Regions from separate parts of the Mus musculus genome. Here region 2 is linked to region 1. Evidence: chromatin contacts called from public capture Hi-C data. All regions are on one chromosome and are shown on one strand. Each heading gives the region's core, a stretch centred on a gene start, on an enhancer-like site or on the middle of the called end of the contact. The rest is flanking DNA. Distances are from core to core; before and after follow the strand shown. Region 1 overlaps Tjap1 (tight junction associated protein 1). Region 2 overlaps Ptk7 (PTK7 protein tyrosine kinase 7).

Region 1 (4,816 bases), core at 1,689-4,188:
AGAGGCAGAGAGCAGCATCTACGAAGGAGTCTGTCCTGCTTCCTCTGCTCTGTGTGTGTGTGTGTGTGTGTGTGTGTGTGTGTGTGTGTGTGTGTGTGTGTGTGAGTGTGTGAGAGAGAGAGAGTATGTGTGTGTGTGAGAGAGAATGTGTGTGTATGTGTGTGAGTATGTGTGTGTGTGTGTGAGTGAGTGTGTGTGTGAGAGAGAATGTGTGTGTGTGTGTGAGAGAGAATATGTGTGTATGTGTGTGAGAGTGTGTGTGAGTATGTGTGTGAGAGTGTGTGTGTGTGTGAGTATGTGTGTGTCAGTGTGTGTATGTGTGTGTGTGAGTATGTGTGTGTCAGTGTGTGTGAGAGAGTGTGTGTGTGAAGGATGGTGATCTCTGACTCCTTTCTCTTCTGCCCCTTGACCTTGCTGGGCCCTAGGCAGCCGGGAACAGAGCGTTGCAGGCCTGGGCTCTCTCTGCTGGCTAGTGTCCCTTGGGGATATTTGTTAGAACAAGGGTAGAAGTTTGAGTGAGTTGGGGATCTGAATCGGTTTCTTTTCCCACCGTCTCCAGCAACAGTGGCCTCTGGCATCAGTGGAAGCCCCTGGTGGTACCCACCCAGAAAGGGGGACAGACGTGAGTCCCATCCCTGGCTGACAGTTGGTGGGCTGCTTCCGGTCAGGTGCCCTGTGTCTTATCTGTCAGTACTCTGCTCAGCTGCTCAGTGGGTTCGCAGTGCAGGTCCTCTGCGTGCTGAGTCCCATTTCTAATGAAAGTAGACTTTGTTCTCTGAAGGCAGCTAATCGTGCCCCATGGGCTGTAATCAGGGAGAAGGTATTTAATACAGGGCAGGTGGCAACAGGCGGCCACATTGACTGGCAGATTGCAACATAGCAATTAGTAAGTGCTATCACCCTCCTCCTCAGCAGATATGAGGTAGTCTTTCCTCTGAACTGATTTTGAATAGTGAAGAATGAATGCTATGTGACAGAGGAAGGAGACAGGGTCAGCTAGGGAGGGGTAGGGGAGGTGAGGGTGAGGAGAGCCCCTTCTCCTCTTGCTTCAGGGTATTTGGGTGTCTCCCACTGTTGGGTCAGCCAGGGGTTCTGCTTGGGCACAGCTCCTTTAGTATAGACCTAGCAAGCAAGCTGTGGCCTCTATCCTGAGTCACCTGGTCCTGACTCCTAGGGACCAGGGAGGGACAGGGAGTAGAATTCTTCCCTGTTTGTTGCCAGATCTTCCTCAGAGAATCTCCTTGGCGAATAGAGGCCACGAGGCTGGCCTTGGCCGTGGCTTGCTAGTGATGACCCAAGGACCCTTCTCAGCTCAGGGCTGAACTCTGGAAAACGTTTAGGTAGAGTTATGCTCAGTCGACGCAGCAACTGGTAGCTGAGGCTCCTGGTGTAAGTGCTCTGATGGCTTCTAACTCACCGTGTTATCCTCTCCCAGCTGGGGACCACCAGGTCCAAATGGACCTTGTTCTTCCCAGGCCTGTCCTATAGTCCAGGGTAGTGATGCTAGGCCCATAGTCTGTCCAGTGCGGTCCCTCACGGGCAAGATCCAGGGAAGTCAGTAGATTGTGGAAATGGAAGCAGAGGTTCAGGTGTCCCAACATGCCCTGATATTTATGGACCTGGGACAGGGAGTGGCACAGATCTGCCTCGAGGTGTGGGGTTGGGGAACCCAGTAGGTTCTCAGTGTTCTCAGTGGATCACCCCTGCTTCTCTAGTCAGGAATGTTTCTCCCCTCGTGACACTGCTAGAAGTAACCTTTCACCCCACCTCCATCCTTAGAGTCTCATCTGCTCTTTGTGTCCTCGCCACACCCACACCATCCCCCAACCCAGACATCTGTTTGATTGCCTCTAGCCTCAGAGAAGAAAAAATGTGCTCATAGTTGCAGCCCTGACTTACCGTCACGGCAGGGCAAGCTATAGGATATGGCACCTCAGTGAGGCATGTCTGCCCACATATAGAATTACCCTGAAAGTGTCTCAGTCCGCCCTGCCTGTCCACTGTTGTCACAAGTGCCCTGGTCCCTAGAAGAGAATGCGAGCCTTGGCAGGAGTTGGGTAGGTAAGTAAAACAGGCTAAGGTGGCAAATCACACCAGGGAGCCTGCCAAGTGAAGGGTTCCTCTGCCTTCTGGAACAGACAAACAAAAAGTGCCATCGAGAGCTGGCCCTGTGGGGAGAAGGCCAGCTCCTGGAAGCTCCCATCAGTTTCTAGAAGCTTTGCCTGGCTCCTCTTTAGTCAACGGCCTTGGTCCTACCTGGTTTCCCAGGCATACACACCCACACATCCACACCTTCAAATGTTAGGCCCTGGTTAACCTACAGTGCTCTGGGACTTTTCTAGGTCCCCTCCCTCAGGCCACAGGAGTCTCTGTGGTTAGATCCCTACTCCAGGTTGAGCACCTACTGGGGCGAGGCCCTCTGGAGGACAGCCCCTGTGGTTGTATGTTGTTTGTTCTCTCACCCCAGGAATGTGGTGTCCTTTCTGGCCCTCCCAGATTCCTGTGCAGGGAGTCAGCCTGACAGCATGCTGCTTGTGCCCTGTGGGGACACGTTCTGCCTCCTGTCAACGGGGCGGAGGCTGGTGGCTCGTGCTTCACTATTACAAGCTCTCCCCCAAATCCAGGCCAGGAACCTTAGAGAGGAGAGTCCTACTCCTGCTTCCCCGCCCTCCTCTGCCCCCACCCTGCTGCCCCAGGCCTGCTGGAATGTGACAGGAGTCATGGCCAGGGCATGTCCCAACAGTAGGAACACATGCTTTAGCCCGCAAGACCGCCTTCAGCCCCCAGCTCTGTAGCTCTGTTTGGGTTGATGGGGGTAGGAAGAGGTTTGTATTTTTTTTTTTTAAATGCTCAGAAAGCCACCTAGGGTTACTGTTTGCACTGATCACTGGCGGCTGCTGCCCCCATGCGGCAGCCCAGCTTATTACAGGTACGCCTCAATCCCGGGAAGCTGAGGGGACTTGGCAGCTCACTTGGCCCAGCCATTGGCAGTGGTGTGTGTAGAGCAGGCTTTGGCAGTGGGGAGCACGTTATCCAAGCGCTTGGAGATGCTGGAGCAGCCTTGGGCCTCAGCTCCCCGGGCTCGGGGTTAAATGTTTTCTCTTTTGAGCGTGTGTCGGTACTTACTTAAGCACAGTGTGCTTGTGGAGGTCATCAGGCTTTGCAGCAAGCATCGTTACCTACTGAGCCTTCTTGCCAGCCCCCCACAGTTACGGTTTATAGACTAGCGGTTCTCGGCCTCAGGGCTGGTGACCTTTGCCTTGCCACCTCCGGTATGCTGGCTGCCCTGTGTGTGGTAGGTTTAGTCGATATTCTGACTTTGACTCACCGGTAGTACCTCCCCATCTGCAGATTGTGAAAATTAAAAATGTCTCTAGACATTTGCCTGTTAACCCTGGGAGAAGCAGGGGGTAAACTCACCCTGGTTGAGAATCACTGCTCTGAACTGCTGAGGTTTGGATTTTGTTTCTCGGGTCTGCCTTCGCTCATTGGCAAGTTTATTGTACACTGTGGTACACAGAAATGGTCTCTGGGCTCATTTAGTCATTGCTAGGGGGTCTGCCGTACCATCGTCATCTTGCTCCTTTGCCAGGCCCTTTGTAGTCTCATTTGTAGTCTGCATTCCCCAGGATTCCCAGCTCTCTGTAGACTCTGAGAAGCCTAGGAGTGAATGGGACACAGACCAGTACCGGCCTATTCCAGAGCAGGGTATGTGCTGAGCGGAGGCAGCGTACGAAGTACATACATAAACACGCAGGCGTTGTTAGGGGAAGCCAGGTACTCGTTAATGCTAGCTGGTTTCCTTTTTGAGTTGATTTCACTTCATAAAGCAGGCTACTCTCAGACTATTGATCTTCCTACCTCTGTCGCTTGCTCCTAAGACCCACTGTGCTGTGGTCTCTTTGCTTACTGTTTTCTGGGAGCCTTCAGGTCCCAGACTGGACAGGCAGGCAGCTGACACCGGGTTTCCACTTTCTCCCCTTCTCTGGTTTCAGGAGCTCTTGGCTAGAGGAAGTAGAGGGGCCGTGGGATGTGGAGAGCCGAAGGCTGATTCCAGGAGAGCAGAACAGAGAGCTGCCAGCGAACAGACGGTATGTCCCGATGAGGCCTGCATTCTATACTTTGTTCTCTTCTGGGAGGCTGGTAGGTGAGCAGCCATATAGGTGCTCTCTTCCAGTGGGAGCCAGCACAGAAAGGAGGTGTGGCCAAAGGGGCTTGGCCTTTGTTGGCAGTGTCCAGAGAGCACTCTCAAGCTTGGAGACCCTTATCCAGGAGCCTGGGCTGGGTCGCTATCCCCAGACTTAGAAGATTTGTTCACAATTTATGGAAGGAAAACCTGAACTTAACATTGCCTAGTGCTGAGCACTGTTTTTGTTTTAGACAGTCTCGCTATGTAGCCCAGGCTGGCATCTGCCTTCCCAGTGCTTTAGATTGCAACTGTGTGTCACTGGCAGTGTCTCTCTGTTTGTTTGTTGAGGCAGAGTTCCAGTGTGTAGGATTGGCCTGAGGTGCACTGTAGACCAGTCCTGGAGCTTCCAGAGGTCCACTCTGCCGGCCTAATGTGGCAGTGCCCTTGTGGACCAATGGAGTCTGCACAGCAGCCTAGGAACTGCTGCTGCTTATACCCTCACCTACTTGAGCAAGATGGATGCTGTGCAGCTCTCTGCCTACAAGGGACAGTGTGGGCTGCTGTTGAGTCTCTCCACCCCACTTAGCCAAGTGTGCTCCTCCTGGGGCCCAGCTGGGAGCCCTTCTCACCTGTCTGTTCTCCATTGGATTCTAGCCCTCATCTCCAGCACTCCCCTGATCCATCCGG
Region 2 (4,816 bases), core at 887-3,386, 330 kb before region 1:
AGATGAAGGAATTAGAATTCTTTAGTTACGTTATGCAGGTTCTGAGCCCTGTACGGGACCTGGAGGCATCTCCCACAGGTCAGAGGGTTTGCCCTGGAGAGATAGGCAGCTGAAGTGGATTCTTCGTGCAGTGAGTTAGCCAGAATTACTGAGAACCGGAGTGAAAGCTTCCTGTTGCTTGGCCGGGGTGGGGCATGTCTGTGTAATCTCAGCACTTGGAAGGCAGAGGCAGGAGGGTCTCAAATTCACGGTAGGCTTGAACTACACTGTAAGACCCTGTTGGTCAACTAACGCCAGCCACGTCTTCTGAAGTACTCATTTAATCCCTCACTCAGAGGGCCGAGACAGACGGATCTCCGTTAGCTACAGGTCAGCCTGATCTACATAGCAAGCGCCAGGCCAGCCATGGCTTCATCTCGAGACCTTTTTGCAAGGAGTGCCCTCGTGCACATGCCAAGGGCTGGGTGTGTAATTCCATGGGAGAGCACTTTGTTCAGCATGTACAGGCCTTGAGCTTGAACCCCAGTACCACAAAACAAAATTCCCAAAACCAAACTGTTTGCTGTCCCTTCCATATAGCGACGGTGTTGACACAAATGTATAAGCACACACCCATGCGCACAGACTGGGTGGGTCTGGAGCCCAGAGAACAACCAGGGCTTGGGTGTTAGATCAGGGTTGTGTATCAGGTGTGCTTCAGTGTCAGACATAGAGCAGGTGTGGAGATTGGCCATTGTTTTTCTCTTTAAGATGAGACTCATTCTCTTTTTCTTCTTCTCCTTCTCCTCCTCCTCCTTCTTCTTTGATTGATTGATTGATTGATTGATTTAATGTGACCACACTGTCACTCTCTTCAGACACACCAGAAGAGGGCATCAGATCCTATTACAGATGGTTGTGAGCCACCATGTGGTTGCTGGGATTTGAACTCACGTCCTCTGGAAGAGCAGTAAGCTCCCTTAACCACTGAGCCATCTCTTCAGCCCTGGCTTTTTTTTTTTTTTTTTTTTTAAAGAGGCTAGGACTGACTAGGGGCTGGTGAGATGGCTCAGTGGTTAAGAGCACCAACTGCTCTTCCAGAGGTCCTGAGTTCAAATCCCAGCAACCACATGGTGGCTCACAACCATCCATAATGAGATCTGACGCCCTCTTCTGGTGTGTCTGAAGTTAGCTACAGTGTACTTATGTATAATAATAAATAAATCTTAGGGCTAGAGCAAGCAGGGACTGAGCGAGTAGAGTTGACCAGAGCAAGTGGGGCCAACCGCAGAGAGCAGGGTTGAATGGAGCAAGCAGAGGTCCTAAAATGCAATTCCCAACAGCCACAGGAAGGCTCACAACAATCCGTACAGCTGCAGTGTACTCACATACATAAAATAAAATAAATAAATCTTTAAAAAAAAAAGAGGACTAAAGGTACAGTCCTGTAAGTGTCTATGTGGTGGACCGTTAATGAGCCAGAGGTAAGGCGCAGAAAGCGCCTTCATGCATGAGGTGTTTGAAGCTCGAGCTGGGGATTCTGTGGTAGAGACATAGCTCTGCCTACATCTTGTTGCTAAGGAGATTCTTGGGTTACTCATGCCCACAGGCAAAGCTCCTACCCACCTCTCCCTTTCTGGATGTTCCCTGGTAGATGTGGACCTCAGCTACATAAATCCACTTAGCCCCTGATCAGCCTGGTGTCTCGGCACCCCCAGATTATACCTGGGTAGGGCTGCCATTACGTAGTAGGTTGCTGTGCTGCATGCAGCTCCACAGGGCCCAGTGAAGAGAGGCAGTGCAGCTTTAGGAGACCCGAGTCCAGAGAAGGCCTTTCTCAGACCATCCCTCTAGTTAGAGGTAAGGACAAGAAATGAAGCCACCTTGGGATAGGTACCACCTTAGTCCCCCGAAAGCCGCCTCTGCACAAAGCTAAGAGCTCCTGGGGTCTGGCATCACTGCCAGGGACTCTCCGGTTCCCCAAAACGTCGATGGAGCAATGTTTACAATGAGCCATACAGGTTGGCGGCCCGGGCACATTCCCACTGCCTTCTAAGCAAATGTGGGGGCCACTGAGCAGGGGCTCTGAGAAGCCCGGAGGCTCCTTTCTGCTGGCTTTGGAAACATCTAAGTGTACCCCAGCCAGGCACTAACCAGGACCTGCTGTGAGCTGACGTCAAGACAGAGGCCCCTGGGAGGCCCGGCTTTGATGTTTCCCAGGCCATGTCATAGGGGTGCGGAATGGCGGGGGCTCTGAGTGGCAGTCTGGGAATGCTGCGGCTCTGGTCACAGCTCTAGAGAAGCATAGTCCTGATCCCAGGAGGGGATGTGGAAAGCTGGGGGTTGGGGCTGAGCCGTGTCCCTCAGAGTTACATAGGCTCTTCTCAGGTTTCTGCAGCAGGTGGTCTGGGGCTCCTGTACCCTCAGGGCCTATCCCGTTGTCCCACCCACCATCTGGTTGTTCTCTGCTCGTCTGTCTAGGCTTTAGCACATCCCAGAGCTTTGGCGTGAGGAGAGTTGTCTAATATTCTGAGGGTTTGAATCCTTGCGCAGGAAGAGAGTTCCTGGGCTTAACAGTAGTTGCCTCTTACCAAAGGTGAATTCCGGTCAAGGCCTTTCACACACACAGAGCTGCATTGTGGCTCACAAGATCTTCCTGTGGGAAGAACACGGAGCATGACAGGATCAGACTTGGCTCTGTCTGAAGCTGAACACACTCTAATACATCCTTAAAAATAAAATAAGCCAGCCGGGCGGTGGTGGCACACGCCTTTAATCCCAGCACTTGGGAGGCAGAGGCAGGCGGATTTCTGAGGTCGAGGCCAGCCTGCTCTACAAAGTGAGTTCCAGGACAGCCAGAGCTATACAGAGAAACCCTGTCTTGAAAAACCAAAAAAAAAAAAAAAAAAAAAAAAGCCTTTAAGGGAATAAAAAAACCCACACATGCAATCACGTTGCCCACCCCCACCCCCCAACATTTTTTTTCATCCGTTTAACCAGTGAGATGGTTAAACCTCTGGCCCTTACCATCACACTTGGTGAATAAGCCAAGTTCAATTCCTAGAACCCATATGGTGGAAGGGGAGAACCAACTCTTAACAAATTATCCTCAGATAGGCAATCTGCCTACAGAAGACCTGAGTTCAATCCCCAGAGCCCACATGGAGTGGTATCTGAGGTTGACCTCTGACCTCTCCATACGTGTGCACACATGGATGCATACGTACACACTTGTTTTGTTTTGTTTTTTAAGACTCATGTGTTTTAAGCAAGTTTACAATCTTGGGTTCGACTGTATTCATCCTATTCTGAGCAGCAAGTTGGACACCCTGACTGTCATAGGTGATGTCTCTGCTCTTTGGTGAACATCCTGGAGTTATGGGTTGAGGGTCCCAAGATTTGCAGAGGACCGTGGAGTAGAGCTGATTCTGCCAGCCACAGGTGGAAGTGGGCAAACGCGCCTGATGCCAAAGCCACCCTAGACATGAATTTTTCTTCAGGTCACCCAGTGTTCTCTGAGTGTCTTTGTGAGCCTGGTATTGTCTGTGGGAGGCAGGTCTGCCACACTGCCTGACTGTGAGGAAACCGACTCACCCTGGTAGGCTCAGATGTTTCCAGGAAGAGCGTGAGATGAGGGGCTGGCTTCTTTAGGTTTTGGGCATGGAGTTGTAACATGTAAGTTGTCTGACCTTTAGTTAGTCCTTCACATTTCTGGGCCTGAGTTTGCACACAGTTCCATACCGCAAAGGTTTTGTACCATGATGTCTAGTGGGGACAGGGCCACACCCCTGTGGAGTATTTAGAAATGGATGGGGAGTGTCTGCGTTGGCACAGTAACCAAGGTGCCTAAAGGCATGTTTGTTAACTGGCACAGTGGGTGGGATCACCCTGCTTGGTAGAGAATTGGCTTGCGCAGAGAACCAACAGGACCCCATTGAGAAGGAAGAAGGGTGCTTTGGGGACATTTCCAGCTCCCTGAATGTTTTGTGTTAGGGGTGGTGGGCCTTTGGGAAGGTTGGAAGATAGACTGGTTTCAGAGTAGCCTCTTATCTGGGCTGTTAGTCCTGTTAGATCCTAGGACTTGTATTGACATACAACTCTGAGAAGGCAGAATCTCGGGCTGAGGAACCAAACCTCATCTCTAGGGTCTTTAGGGAGTGTTGGCTGGGCTGTGACTGCTCCCCAGTGACTTGGCCCTGAGCCTGCTTCTTCCTGGTGGCTGGGAACATCTCTTCCACATTTAAGCCCGCCTGCCCGCCCGGTGGTTCCGTGACTCTGCCAGGCACCCACATGGCATAAACAAAGCCTACCATGTTACCTGTGACACTGCTGTAACTATGCTCCCCCCCCCCCCCCCCCCAGAATGCCCAGCCCTGCCCTGCCCCGCCTAGCCCATCTGCACAGCACAGGTGCTTGCTTTGCCCCTGACTCTGGTTCTGCCTCTGGTTGCGGGGGTGGAGGCTCCTGTTCATAGTTGTCCCCCGAGTTGGGACTAAAGCTGAGTGACCGTGCGCAGGAGGCTTTACATACAGATCTGTGGCCTGACAGACCGGATATCAGGCTGACCTCAGTACATCTTGGCCTTTGTGTCTTGAGAACTTCCGCTTCTCCAGTGAGAGGATGACGTCTCGGGGACTGCAGAGCACCGTGGATGGGCTTCAGAGCCACAACTGCCTTAGTGGCTGGTACCCTAGGGTTCTCTGGCTAAGTCAAGATCAAACTTTATTCTGTGCCTTCCCTCTGGGGTAGGCAAGGGAGGGTTGGGTTACTTTTCCAATCCCCTGGTCCCTAGCCTTAGCATCAGAACCTAGGATCTGGTCTTGTAGGTCTGGGGCTC

Evidence for each region. Capture Hi-C pulls out chosen DNA fragments and counts their contacts.
Region 2: a capture Hi-C map of embryonic stem cells shows a contact between it and region 1, with 2.4 times the contacts expected there. The contact joins two enhancer-like sites. A contact is called at or near these places in 1 of 115 datasets of contacts at active chromatin or transcription factors (embryonic stem cells) and 3 of 9 other capture datasets (adipose tissue, embryonic stem cells and liver).

The regions. Positions count from the first base shown.
Region 1 is chr17:46,264,158-46,268,973 of GRCm38.p6, reverse strand. It overlaps Tjap1 (tight junction associated protein 1), which reads left to right. Exons shown (of 10, transcript NM_001252474.1): 3 at 3,996-4,091. Among named protein-coding and RNA genes, the nearest start is that of Lrrc73, 12 kb to the right of the region's middle. Within about 2 kb of position 2,938, at least 119 of the 459 cell types and tissues checked have an H3K27ac peak or open chromatin away from gene starts, as enhancers often do. A contact at or near this core is called in embryonic stem cells, where this site is marked.
Region 2 is chr17:46,592,286-46,597,101 of GRCm38.p6, reverse strand. The region is part of intron 1 of Ptk7 (PTK7 protein tyrosine kinase 7); the gene reads left to right. Among named protein-coding and RNA genes, the nearest start is that of Ptk7, 35 kb to the left of the region's middle. Within about 2 kb of position 2,136, at least 51 of the 459 cell types and tissues checked have an H3K27ac peak or open chromatin away from gene starts, as enhancers often do. A contact at or near this core is called in embryonic stem cells, where this site is marked.